2 separate regions of the Sus scrofa genome follow, and region 1 is linked to region 2. The links are chromatin contacts, called in public HiChIP or PLAC-seq maps. All regions are on one chromosome and are shown on one strand. Each heading gives the region's core, a stretch centred on a gene start, on an enhancer-like site or on the middle of the called end of the contact. The rest is flanking DNA. Distances are from core to core; before and after follow the strand shown. Region 1 overlaps LOC102157603. Region 2 overlaps LITAF (lipopolysaccharide-induced tumor necrosis factor-alpha factor).

Region 1 (6,444 bases), core at 898-3,397, 180 kb before region 2:
GGAGACAGCATGCCCCCTGCAAGGAGGACTGCTGTCCCCAGCTCCACTTCCAAGCTGTGTGGCCTTGGGCTGGTTTCGCAACCTCTCTGAGCCTTAGCTTCCTCATTTTTTTTTTTTTTAAAGGGCTGTACCCATGGCATATGGTGGTTCCCAGGCTAGGGGTTGGATTGGAGCTATAGCCACCCATCTACACCACAGCCACAGCAATGCCGGATCTGAGTCACACCCATGACCTATGCTGCCTCCAAGAGCAACACCAGATCCCTTAGCCCACTAAGCAAGGCCAGGGATCAAACCCACATCCTCATGGATACTAGTTGGGTTCTAAACCCTCTGATCCACCACGGGAACTCCTACTCATCTTTAATATGGGGTAAGAATAACAGTGCCAGCTTCAGTGATATAGTGGGTGTGACATGCTTAGCCCAGAGCTAGACCCGTGGATGGTGCCATGTGGGGGCTGCTGAGGTGGGTGGTAGACTTTCTCAAACATTTAATGAGCAGGTATTATGTCCTCGACCAGGGCTGAGTACTGGGGTCCAATGATAACCAATACTAGTCCTGGCCCTTCGGGGGCTCCAGGTTGATGGAGAGAGGGTCACAGAAACAGAAAATGGTAGGACAAGGTGACAAGAATGGCCATGAAAGATATGCAAGGAACAAAGGAACACAGAGAAAGTAGGTGATGAACAAAGCAAGGAAGGGCATTCTAAGCAGAAGGAACAGTCTGTGCAAAGGCTCAGCAAGGGGCACTCTCCCTGCTGGTGGGTGCCACAGGTGGAGGGTGGCTCAAGGGCACTGTAGGGGACTTTTGTGGGTAGGAGCATAGTTTACTCTCTCTCTCTTTTTTTTTGGCTGTGCCCACAGCATGCGGAAATTCCTGGGCACGGTATTGAACCCACGCCACAGCAGTGACAATGCTGGATCCTTAACCTCTAGGCTACCAGGGAACTCCCATGCTCTTAAATGTCTCTAAAACTCATTGCTACCGCCCCACCTTGGTCCATGACACCATCATTCTCGCCCAGCTCACTGGCGTCTCTGCTGCCCCCTGCTGGTCCCTCCCAACACAGCAGCTCAGGGAATCCAAAAGCATCATTTGGATCACGTCCTCAAAAGACCTCCAGGTTCAAAGAGACTAAAATCCAAACTCCTCCCTGTGGCCTGACAGGCTCTGCATGCCTGGACCCCCTCCTGCTCACTGTCTCCCCCTTACCCACTGTGCTCCAGCCCAGTGGCCATTCCTTCAACATACCCAATTCATTCCTGCCCCAGGCCCTTTGCACATCTTGTTCTCTCTGCCTGGAATGCCCTTTCGCCAGCTTGCCAATGGCTGATACTTCCTTGCCTGTCATTGGGGGTAGTTCAAATGTCTCCCCCTTAGTGGGGCCTATCCTGGACACCTGCATAGTTCTCCGTAATTCCTACTCGCATCCCCTATTCTGTTTTTTCTATAGGCTATATCATCATCTGGCCTTTTTCCTTCTTATTTTTTGGTCAGTCTCCCCACTATACTCTACACTTGAGGAAGGACCCATCAGGCCTGTTCCAGGCAATATTCTCAGCTTCTGGAATAGTTCCCGGCTTGGTACCTAGAAGATGCTCAAAAAATGGAAACTGACATCACAGCCCTGCCTGCACCGGATCCTTCCCGGAATCTCTCTTATTTCAAAGAGCTGCCCCAGGAACCACCCCCTCTGCCCTGGCCCTGGCCCCCTCCACACACCTGGGGGAAGGTCTGTTCCAGCTTGATGATGTTGGCAAGACTGTTCTTGGCAGCTACGAGCCTGGTGCCGACGTGGAAATGATGCTCCTCCATCCTCAAGACAAACGTGCTCTCGGCTCCACCCTCCGAGTATCGCAGCTGGGTTGGAAGAAAAGCAGGTCAGATCTTTGCAGGTGTAACACTCAGGAAGACGCTGGCTCCATGCTCTACGTAAGCTCTGCTTCCCAAAGCCCCAGGCCCCCCCCAAACTCACAGCTCCCTGGGTGGGATAAAGGCTGATGTGAGGGTCCTGAATCTCCATTTCAACGACCAGGTGTGACCATGACAACAATCTCCCAGTGCCCTTCACGCTATGACACTGACTTGAAAAGAGCCAGTGGCCTGGGCGGGCAGGCAAGAATTCTAGCTGTACGATCACTGTAGACAGCAGGACGGGCAAATGCCCAGGACCACACACAGGCATCGGGCATGGCATCCAACATGGCTCTTCCAGGTATGGGTGAAGAACCTCCGGCTAGTTCTTTACCTACACGAGCCTCCCTTTCCAACCTGATAAATGGCGATAAGGATACCTGCTTTATTAATGGGTTGATATGAAAATTATATGAAATAATGTGCTAACTTCCACGTTGGCCGGATAGCGGAAATCACTTAGGGCACTTGCTAAAAATACAGATTCTAGGCCCCACCCTAAGACCTTTAAAAATGGAACCTCTTGGAACAGGGCCTAGAACTGGTGTTTTTAAAAGCTCTGCAGATGCCCCATTAACTTTGCGATGCCCCTGTGAAAAATGTCCACCTTGAATTACGTCTTAGACAAACAATCTGACAAATTCAGATGTGTGATTAAAAAAAATTGCCTGGACACTGGCAAGTCGCTAGTGTTTTGTTTTGTTGTCTTTTTGTCCTTTTAGAGCAGCACCTGCGGCATATGGAGGTTCCCAGGCCAGGAGTCAAATCAGAGCTGTAGCCGCTGGCCTACACCACAGCCACAGCCATGCAGAATCCGAGCCGCATCTGCGGCCTACACCACAGCTCACGGCAATGCCCGATTCTTAACCCACTGAGCAAGGCCAGGGATCGAACCTGCAACCTCATGGTTCCTAGTTGGATTTGTTAACCGCTGCGCCACGACAGGAACTCCTGGAGTCAGCCTTTCTGGCCAAAGTTGTCCCTCCTCCTGATCTTGCAAATAAAGTGTTACTGGAACACAGTCAGGCCCATTTATTTAAATACTGTCTGTGGCTGCTTTTTCGTTGCAGGGGTGAGATGAACAGTTGCAAGAGAGCCGGAATTGGGTGTAAAGGCTAAAACAGTTCTTACAAAACAGCTGGAAAGGGCATTATTGCACAAGAAGAATTCTTGTGGCAACTGGGAAATGTTTTACAAACTATATGTCTGATAATGTCACCCGTTAAGTTTCCTGAATTTTGTAATTCTATTGGGTCACACAAGAAAATAGCCTTGTTACAGGAATAAAGAGGTATGCTATCTCCGAAAACATCTCAGGATCAACTCATGACAATACAGAAAAAAAAATGGGTACGAATACACAAATGTATAAGCATATGTAAGTATAAGCGGAAAGATGTGGCAAGATATTACCAATCGGTGCTATAAGAGAAATACCCGGGATGTATGGATAACAGGATGACTGCAGCCAAGCCTGCTGTCTGGTATATTTGAAAGTTAAGAGACCAGATCCTGGGAGTTCCCACTGTGGTGCAGCAGTGGGATAAAACATCACGATAAAACCGGTGGAGGGAATCCGATTTACGAATGTCCACCGTCCTACAGGAACTTTCCTATAGGTTGGAAATTATTCAAAATAAAAACGGGGGAAAACGAAATGGTGCCCTGAATGGTGGGTGCCGTGAATGTGGGGAGCACAGAGATTGTACATGCGTGAGCGGGGACAGGCCTGGCACACAATAGGTGCCCTATAAACAATGGCAGCCTGCGCCAGGCCAGGGAGGGGGCGGCGAGTGGGGTTAGGAAGCGACCCATGGGGGAGTGTGATCGCTCACTTGTTGGCTGCCCGTTTGTTCATTCATTCTCCTTCACGGAGCATCTATGAGGTGCTGGGCCCTGTGCCAGGTCCTGGGTACACCCTCCAGGACACCCTGATTGGGGGAAGAGGGGCAGACAGAAATAAACAGTGGCAGCCCAGAGGGTGGGGGTCTCACGGGCCCTCCCCGCTAACTCGAGGACCCCCAGATGCCACCCTCAGGGCAGATGCACGTGTGCCGGAGGTCCTGCAGGTTCCAGGTGAAAACGGGATTCATGGACAGGCAGGGAGCCCCGCAGAGACCCCAGGCCATGGGAACACACATGTGACACCTGGGAGGTGATGCTGGCTCAGCTCAAAGGCTGAGTGATCTGATCTGGCCACTGGGCATGTGCCAGGCAGGATGAGGCGGCGCCAGGCGCCAGGCACTGGGTAGACAAGCCTCCCCCGGCTCCTGAGGGTCTCCTGGGCCCGGCTGGGGGCTGAGGGGGCTGGGCCAGGAATGTAAACCGGGGCCTGTTTGGGAAAGCTGGAGCCAGGGGTTTCCGCGGGTGGCCCAGCGGGGCCGGCCGACAGATGTGGATGTGTGAACACTCCCCAGCGGGGCCGGCCTGCGTGGCCTCCACCCACCATGGGCAGGGCATCTGGAACCAGTTAGGAGCTCGGGGGCGGCCGGGACACCGTTACCTTGGCTGAGGCTGAGGCTCTGCTGGGGCAGCAGCCTAGGAGGATGGGGAGGTGATGCTGGCCTGACAGCTGCAGCTCTTTCCTGAAAGGAGAGACAGGCCTGGCTTGAGGGTGCTGTGGGCAGGGCCCCAGGGCAGGGTCAGGAGCAAGCCAGCCTCCCCAGCAGAGGGCTGGAGTCCCAGGAACGCAGCAGCAGCCCCACGAAGGCCTAGTCATGCGCCTGAGGGCCACCCGGTACAATGGTTAGGGTTAGGGTCCCAACTTGGCCTCAGCCTAGTCCTGGCACATCAGGCAAGCCCTGCAGCTTCCCCTTCACACAGAGGCTATGGTGGGACCAGGAGGCCTCTCTTCTGCAGGCCCACCAATGAATGGGCTCCCAAGAGTTGGCCAGTGAAGTCTCAGCAGGGCCTGGATGGTGAGATTTATTTTTAATTTATTTATTTTTTAGGGCCGCACCTGTGGCATACAGAGGTTCCCAGGCTAGGGGTCGAATCGCAACTGTAGCTGCCGGCCTACAGTGACGCAGGATCTGGGCCGAGTCCGTGACCTATACCCACCGCTCACGGTAACGCTGGATCCTTAACCCACTGAGCGAGGCCAGGGATCAAACCTGTGTCCTCACGATACTAGCTGTGTTCTTAACCCACTGAGCCACATGGGAGCTCCTGAGCCTGCCTTTCTGCATCTGTGCAGTGGGGCTGGAGGAGGCCCTGTGGGTCGGGTGCTCAGCTGAGGTCTCCCTCACCCGTCCCTCCCCTTTAGGGGCCCTCAGAGCATAGAGAACGCCTCACCTGAGTGCCCGGTTCTGGCCATGGATGTTGAGGACCAGGCTGGCTTGAGAATCGCACGTCAGCTGCAGGGATAAGCTCACCTCTCCCTCTGCCCAGAGCTCTCGGCACACGAGCTGAAGAGGAAGCAGGATGGAAGGAGGCAGGCTGGGAGCCTGGGGGCCTGACAACCGTCATAGGCCAGGCCACATGCCTCAGTCCAGTACATCCCCACCCCCAGCCTGGCGTGATGTGGCAGATGTCCCGCAGGCCTGGGGCCACCTAGCAACCTCTTGGATGGTGAAGACCCACGGGCAGGGCCTGACTCTGCTACCTGGATGCAGCTGGGTCACCTGCCATGGGCCCCCAGCACTGACCTGTGCCCCAGACATCAGCAAAGAACAACCTCCCTGGAGCTCCCGTGGTGGCACAGCAGGTTAAGGACCCGGCATACTGTTTGTGAGGTTGCGGGTTCGATCTCTGGCCTTGTTCAGTGGGTTAAGGTTCTGGTGCTGCCGCAAGCTGCAGTGTGGGTTGTGGATGCAGCTTGGATCTCACCTGGCTGTGGCTGTGATGTAGGCCGGCAGCTGCAGCCCCAATTCAACTCCTAGCCTGGGAACCTCCACATGCTGCAGGTGCGGCCCTAAAAAGATGAAAAAAACCACCACCTCCCCACGGGTGTCTCCACCACTCAGCCTGCGGGCAGGAAAGGGGGATTTGGAGGAAGCTGGCGAAAAAGGGAGTTCGGGCTGCTCAGCTGTGGGTTACAGTGACACGAAGAGTGACGTTCTGCCTCCCCCCCCACCATGCCCTTGACTCCTTCCATGGCAGAGGGCTGTGAGTGAGGGGCAATTGCTGGATCTGCCCCAGGAACAGGACGGGCATGGACAGAATGGGATGAGGGGGAGCCTGGCCTCGCCCACCCTCCCCCTCACCTGGCTGGCGAAGGGCAGGCCCAGCCTCCGGAGAGCAGGTGCCGTGTGGCTGGTGTTGACCATCAGCTCCAGGGGGCCATCCATTGGCTGGACCACCAGGGCTGTCACATCCACGCTGACCCCACCGTCTCCACCTTGCAGGACTACACGGGCCTGGGTCTGGGTCTCTACAGGCAGAGACCCGCAAAGGTTGCTGGGGACTCAGGTTCACCTCCCTTCCCTGCTCGGGGACACATAGAGGCTGCGGGAGGGCCCCGCCCTGAGGACACCAGTGGGACTGGCCCCGGGGTGAGCCTTTCAACTGAGTCCCCCTGACATCAT
Region 2 (6,820 bases), core at 818-3,317:
AAGACCTGTCTTTCACAGCTAGTGTTTTTTCTTTCCTTTTCTTTTTTTTAAATGAACCACTGCAGTTTTGCCCAACAGTGTTCCAGGGGACGTAAAAGACAAATGCATTCAAAAGCCAACCACAAACGATGACAACGGTTAATACGGAGCAAAACAGGCCAGATGCCAAAAACATGTCCTGTTTGATGCCGCGCATCTGATGTCCAGAAACTTGGGGCTCAAAAGGTAAAAGGAATCTTGGGGCTAAAAGTCAAGAAATGGGCTGGTCTTAGGACGGGAAGCAGAGTCGGGAAGGGGGCCTGAGGGGGACCAGGCATGTTCTCCTTCTTCATCTGGGGGTGGTTACAGAGGAATGTCCACTTTGTGAAAATTCAAGTTGCACAATTAAGTCATGTGTTCTTTTCTGTATATACATCAATGGTTTTTTAAAAAGTAAACACAAACAGATGCATGCACACCAACTAGCGCCCCCCCCCCGCCTTTTTTCTTTTATGGCCGCGCTGCAACATGTGGTGTTTCCAGACCGGGATCAGATCCAAGCCGCAGTCACGACCTCCACCGCAGCTACGGCAATGGCAGCTCCATGAACCCACTGTGCCGGACCGGGGATCGAACCTGCCTCCTGGCGCTGCACAGACACCTCCCATCCTGTTGCGCCCCAGCAAGAACTCCCTAGTTCTCATTTTTAAAAATAAGAATCAGAATGGCCAGGCACACGTGTCCTTTTGTGAAGGCAAAGAAAAGGTTTTTTTTTTTGCCCCGGCAGAGCTGTGCCTGCCTAGAATTACACCGCCTGGACCCGGGGTGTGTTCCTGTCTGCGGTTCCAGGCTCCGCAGCCCCTGGGCCACTGGCGAAGGACACAGTGCCGTCCTTTGTCTGGTTCTGTTTTTCCAACGGGGCAGGGCTACCGCCGTGTGTTAGACGATCCACTGAAACCTGTCTCAGGAGAAACGGGGCTTGACGACAGTGGATCACAGTCGGACAGGCCTGCCACCGCTTCCCACGCACGCTACCTCCTCTTCTAGAACCCACAGAATCGGAGGCAGCAGTCCATTCTGCTGTGGGGAGAAGGGGAGCGTCCTGCGGGGACGCTGAGCCTTCCAGCCCGGCCTCAAAGAGGAGATTCCTCTATGGAAAGAGATGAAGGGGCTTTCCAGGGCAAAGACAGGCACAGGAAAATCAATCTGCAAAAAACAAAACCAATCAATAATGCTAGATAGCTTGGGGCTGGGTGCTTGAAAATTTCAAAAGCCCCTCAGAGATGTTCGGACCTCATTCTGTAAGCCTGTGTTGTCTGATGGAACCTTCCAGAAGGATAGTCTGGGCTGTCCAATATGGTCACCGGCAGCCCCACGAGACTGCTGAGCACTTGGAATGGACAGAGGATCTGAATTGTTCAATTATATTTAAGTAATTTATTATTATTATTATTACTATTACTATTTTTATTATTGCTTTTTAGGGCCACACCTGTGGCAAATGGAGGTTCCCAGGCTAGGGGTCAAATTGGAGCTATAGCTGCCTGCCTACACCACAGCCACAGCAACGAGGGATCTGAGCCTTGTCTGTGGCCTACACCACAGCTCACGGCAACGCCGGATCCTTAACCCACTGAGCAAGGCCAGGGATCGAACCCGCAATCTCACGGTTCCCAGTCGGATTCGTTAACCACCGCGCCACAACGGGAGTGCCTGTTTTTACTTCTTAAAATGTGGGTACCAGACAGTGCTACATCGCCTGTGTGGCTTGCTTTCTGGTTTTACGGGACAGCAATGCTATGGAGCAACGGGAGCCATGGAAGGTTACAGAGAAGAGGAAAGGCCCAACCTTGGACAGCAAAGACGAGGCAGAGCTGTTCCAGAAACACGAAGCAAAGCCCCTAGGTGTGGGCGGGTTGGGGCGGAGTGGGGTGTCTGCATTACCAGGCTACAGAAGGGTAACCACACATGGGTTAACAAGACCCTGGACGTCTTTGCGACACGGGTTCACGGTTTCAAACTGAGACTGACTTTGAAGCGCGGTTAAGGTATATGACTGTGTCAGTGTCCTCTGACACAACAGGAAAGGAAGGGGCAGAGGCAGGAGGCAAGACAGGGTGCAGACAGCAGCCCAGGACACCTCCCTACCAGGCTCCCCTCTGAGGCTGGCTGTTGTCCCCTCCCGGCCCGCGGGGGCTCCATCCCCACCCCCATCTGCGGCCTGGGCCCCAGGAGACTTCAGCCAGGTGACCTCTGAGTGCAACGTCACAGACTCACTGGCCCTTCCTGTCTCAGGAAGGGCTGACCCAGAGCTGCTGCCACGATGTATGATGAAAACTGAGTCACAGGAAAAAAAAAAAAAAAAAAAAACAGAAGAGCAAAAAGTGTCGGGCGGCCAGAAAGCCTCAAAGAGCAGTTTGCCGTGGTTGCGAAGGGAGGGCTTTGGGAGGCAAAAGAGAGGGGCTTGGGGCACCCAACATTCTGCAGATAGTTTGGGTCAAACCATTGGCCCTTTCCCGCAAAAGGGAAGGAACCCAGCCAGAGGCTGTGTTGCTGAGAACTAATGCACAGGTGTTAGGAAGCTGGGGGGGTCAGGAGGGCAACCTCCCGAGACATCTAGAAGGAAGGAAGGGTCTGAGCTTCTGGTTCTGGAAGGAAATTAACACCCCACCCCCGTTTTATGGACCATCATCAACTTTCTTGGGCTCACATCCTGTGTTCTGGAACTTCAGGACACTGCCTTTTGGGAACATTGCTTGTGGATCAAACAGCCCCATAAACATGCTCATAACGCTGAAAAGAACATGAGCAACAAGCGGGAAAGGTTTGAAAAAAGAGAGAGAGAGGAAAAAAATATATATAACCAGCTGCTTTGCAAGCTTTCTAAATAAATTCCACAGCCTGCCCTCCCCCAGGCCCCAGGCCCGGAAATGCCACTTCAGTCAGCCCATTTCTTTTTTTTTTCCCTCCCCCCCTCATTTCTTTTTAATTTGGTTCCCCCAGGGGCAGGAGGCCCACCCAGCCACCCTTTCCGAAAGGATCTGTTCAAATGGCTTCCACCCACCCCTCACTCCTGCCACGTGAAACTCTTAAGAACAGCCCGAATTCGGACACAAACACACAGGCACAGACACACACACACACACACTCTTTCTCTCTCTCTCTCTCTCTCTCTCTCTCTCTCTCTCTCTCTCTCTCTCTCTCTCTCTCCATCGCTCATTTTCCATCTGCATCACGCATCTGCATCACTCAAGAGCAGGCCACCTGTGTGCAAGATCCCATCTAATAAGACTTGTGTCCCTTTTTCTGGGACACCCTGGAAACCACAGGACAGCATCTCTGAGTTTAACAGAACAGCCAAGCCGCAGTTTTGCCACAGAAAGCACAGCCTTGAGAATCTTGGGTGCTTGGGGCGGGCTCTGCAGAGCCCTGGCTGCCATCGTTACAGGGAGCTCCGTGGGGGGAATAAAAGAACACACAAGGGGGCGGTCTCCCTCCCCCATCCCTCGTTGTTTTTAACTTTGTTATTAGGCCCTGAGAGTGACTTTTCTCGACTGTCCATTTAAAAGGAGACATTGGGGTGTGATGATCATTATAATAATAAAAAATGCTAAAAAATTTAAAATTTCTCTAAGGTACTTAACAGAAAAAAATTTGATCTAAGGTACTTATCAGAAAAAAAAATTTAAAGGACATGCGGTAAAATTTGTTTTTGTTTTTGTTTTCTGTCTTTTTGCCATTTCTTGGGCCGCTCCCTCGGCACATGAAGGTTCCCAGGCTAGGGGTTGAATAGGAGCTAGCCACTGGCCTACGCCACAGCCACAGCAACGCGGGATCCAAGCCGCATCTGCAACCTACACCACAGCTCACGTCAACGACGGATCCTTAACCCACTGAGCAAGGCCAGGGATCGAACCCGCAACCCCGTGGTTCCTAGTCGGATTCGTTAACCACTGAGCCACGACAGGAACTCCCAGGACATGCTGCAAAATTTGGTTGTGATGATTGCTGTACACCTATAAATGTAATAAAACTCATTAGTAAAAAATAATAATCTATCCGTTAGTAAATAAATAAATAAATAAAAAGAAAACTGCAATCTCAAAAAAAAAAAAAAACCAAATAAATAAAAGGACCCATTGAAGAGGATTCTCTATCCACCTGCCACCTGCCGCCACAGAAAAGAAGAAAATGCGAAGGGCTTTTCTGTTTTCACCATCTCAGAGTGACTCTTCTACTAGCTCCGTGCAAATTCAGAAAGAGGAGCTTCAAACACATTTTTAAAATATGGAAAACCTGACCGGGGCTGGCCTCATGGGCCTGAGACCCGAGGGGTCCCAGGCAGCCCTACGTTCAGAAGGGCCTGCGCTCCGCTGGACGCTGCCGCGGTCTTGAGGTTCCGAATATGTCCCGAACCAGGGGCGGGGCCCTGCCTTTCCACGCCGCCCTGGGGCCCAGTGTTCCCGAGCCACATGTGACCGCTGGTTACAGAAAAGGGAAAGAGGCATTTCTGACACACGAAGAGATGCACTCCCCATGCAGCAAGAAACAGGCTTAGACCTAGAAACTGGCCCAGGATCAGCTGCATGACCAGCGCCCCCTTTCTCATCTGTAAATATGCCAACTGGAATTCTGGGGGGCCTAGGCTAAAAACATCCCTTGTTCTTTTTTTTTTTTTTTTTTTTTTTGTCTTTTTGTCTTTTCTAGGGCTGCTCCCGCGGCAATATGGAGGTTCCCAGGCTAGGGGTTGAATAGGATCTGCAGCCGCCGACCTACACCACAGCCACAGCAACGTGGGATCCGAGCCGAGTCTGCGACCTACACCATGGCTCAAGGCAACACCGGATCCTTAACCCACTGGGCAAGGCCAGGGATCGAACCCGCAACCTCATGGTTCCCAGTCGGATTCGTTAACCACTGAGCCACGACGGGAACTCCAAAACATCCCTTGTTCTAGTCTCAGCGATTCACTGGATGAAAAATGTTCCCTTAAACGGGCAGTGAGAGCTAAATGTATATTTGTTCCTGGGCCTACAGACATGCGTCTGGGGGGGTAGCTCATTCACTGACCCTGGCATAAAACAAGAGTTCCCAATCTTGTTTTCATTACAGCTGCCTTCCCCGCCCCTGGCCATCCTGCCCCTAAGGAAAAAAATTAAATTATATTTAAATTCAATTAATTGATTTAAATATAATTTAATTCCTCCCTAACAAGAAAAACTTAAGACTAAGAAATAAGATTTGGCTGGGCAGGGATGCGTTTGGGAGAGCCACACGGCACGGTGCTATCTCAGGCTTTGGTTCACCTACCTCTTCCTTCCCCCAAGAACCCATTTCCATTCCCTTGGGTTCTCACGGAGCACCCACTGTTTGGAGAGAGGTATTCGGGCCCAATGAGTTTCCCAAATCACTAACATTTCTTCATTTGATATTTCTAAAAACGTGTCCCCTCTCTTCTTGGTGTCACCAGCGCAGTCATCGAGTGCTGGGATCCCTTACATCTGAATATTCGTTTCCGGGCAAGCCCAGCTTTCTCTGATTTAATCTCATGAGTCACGGCAGAGAGAAGGGCAAGGGCGGACTGGGTAAGGGTGATCAGCCTGGGATGCTGCTTTCTGCTGTACTGGAGCCAGGCGGGGCGGGGCTGGCCTGGCTGGTGTCCACTTCCTCCTGCATTGGTCACTCCTCCAGGTCTTTTTTTTTTTAGGGCTGCACCCTAAAAAATACGGAGGTTCCCAGGCTAGGAGTCCAATCGGAGCTACTACAGCTGACAGCCTAAGCCACAGCCACAGCCATGCCAGATTCAAGCCGCGTCTGTGACCTACACCACAGCTCATGGCAATGCCAGATCCTTAACCCGCTGATCGAGGCCGGGGATCGAACCCACATCCTCACGGATACGAGTCAGATTCGTTTCTGCTGCACCACAACGGGAACTCCTCCTCCAGATCTTGAAGATGCTGCTGAGTCCTCCCACCCCAGGAAGCGAAGGGTGCTTAGAGGTACCAGAGCCCAGAAGGTTCCGGGCTGAGCAGAATCTACAACTCAGTCGCACCCTTGCTGCTCTGCACCCCATCCGCGACTCATAACTGCATTAAGACGAACCTTAACGGGCTCTTCCTTTACTGCAGCCGGGCCTGTGATTCACACCCCTACACCTGTCACCCCATGTCCTTCCCACACCCCCGAGTTAGGAATTCTTGTTTTTGTTTTTTTCTTTTTAGGGCTGCACCTTTGGCATATGTAAGTTCCCAGGCCAGGGGTGGAATCGGAGCTGCACCCAACTACCACCCAACTTAACGCCGCAGCTTGTGGCAATGTTGGCTTCTTAAGCCACGGAGCGAGGCCAGGGATCAAACCCACATCCTCATGGATACTAGTTGGGTTCTTAACCTGCTGAGCCACAACAGGAACTCCCAGAATTCCTGTTGTCACAACCCAATTTACAAATGAAAAAAAGGACCCAGAGAGGTTGAAACACGTGTCCAAAGTCACACAGATGGGGTGACAGGACTGGGATTTGAACCCATGCCCATGAGACGCTGGAGCTCTTTAGAATTCACCACACCACTTCCCAGGCCAGGAGATCCAGACACAATCAGCAACCTCATTCTGCACACCCTGTCCCCCAATGCAGCATGAAAGGAAAATCAATTCTCAGTGGAAGCAACACATCGGAACCGCACTCCCCTCTCAAGACCGGTCACCTCTCTTTCTCTCTGCCTTCCTAACACTCCTGATGCTGCATTTACACAGACTTTCCCACCACACACACACAACCAAGGCAAGATTTAAAAATACCTGCCCACGCCGGACTGCAACTAATTTAGTCACTGAGGAC

What was found. HiChIP or PLAC-seq counts read pairs in DNA pulled down with a chosen protein or histone mark.
Region 1: an H3K27ac HiChIP or PLAC-seq map of alveolar macrophages shows a contact between it and region 2. The contact joins two enhancer-like sites. A contact is called at or near these places in 2 of 2 datasets of contacts at active chromatin or transcription factors (alveolar macrophages and skeletal muscle).

Annotation. Positions count from the first base shown.
Region 1 is chr3:31,739,649-31,746,092 of Sscrofa11.1, reverse strand. It overlaps LOC102157603, which reads right to left. Exons shown (of 53, transcript XM_021086611.1): 30 at 6,124-6,290; 31 at 5,213-5,325; 32 at 4,422-4,503; 33 at 1,727-1,864. Among named protein-coding and RNA genes, the nearest start is that of RMI2, 72 kb to the left of the region's middle. Within about 2 kb of position 2,147, at least 3 of the 83 cell types and tissues checked have an H3K27ac peak or open chromatin away from gene starts, as enhancers often do. A contact at or near this core is called in alveolar macrophages, where this site is marked.
Region 2 is chr3:31,558,793-31,565,612 of Sscrofa11.1, reverse strand. The region is part of intron 1 of LITAF (lipopolysaccharide-induced tumor necrosis factor-alpha factor); the gene reads right to left. Among named protein-coding and RNA genes, the nearest start is that of LITAF, 80 kb to the right of the region's middle. Within about 2 kb of position 2,067, at least 39 of the 83 cell types and tissues checked have an H3K27ac peak or open chromatin away from gene starts, as enhancers often do. A contact at or near this core is called in alveolar macrophages, where this site is marked.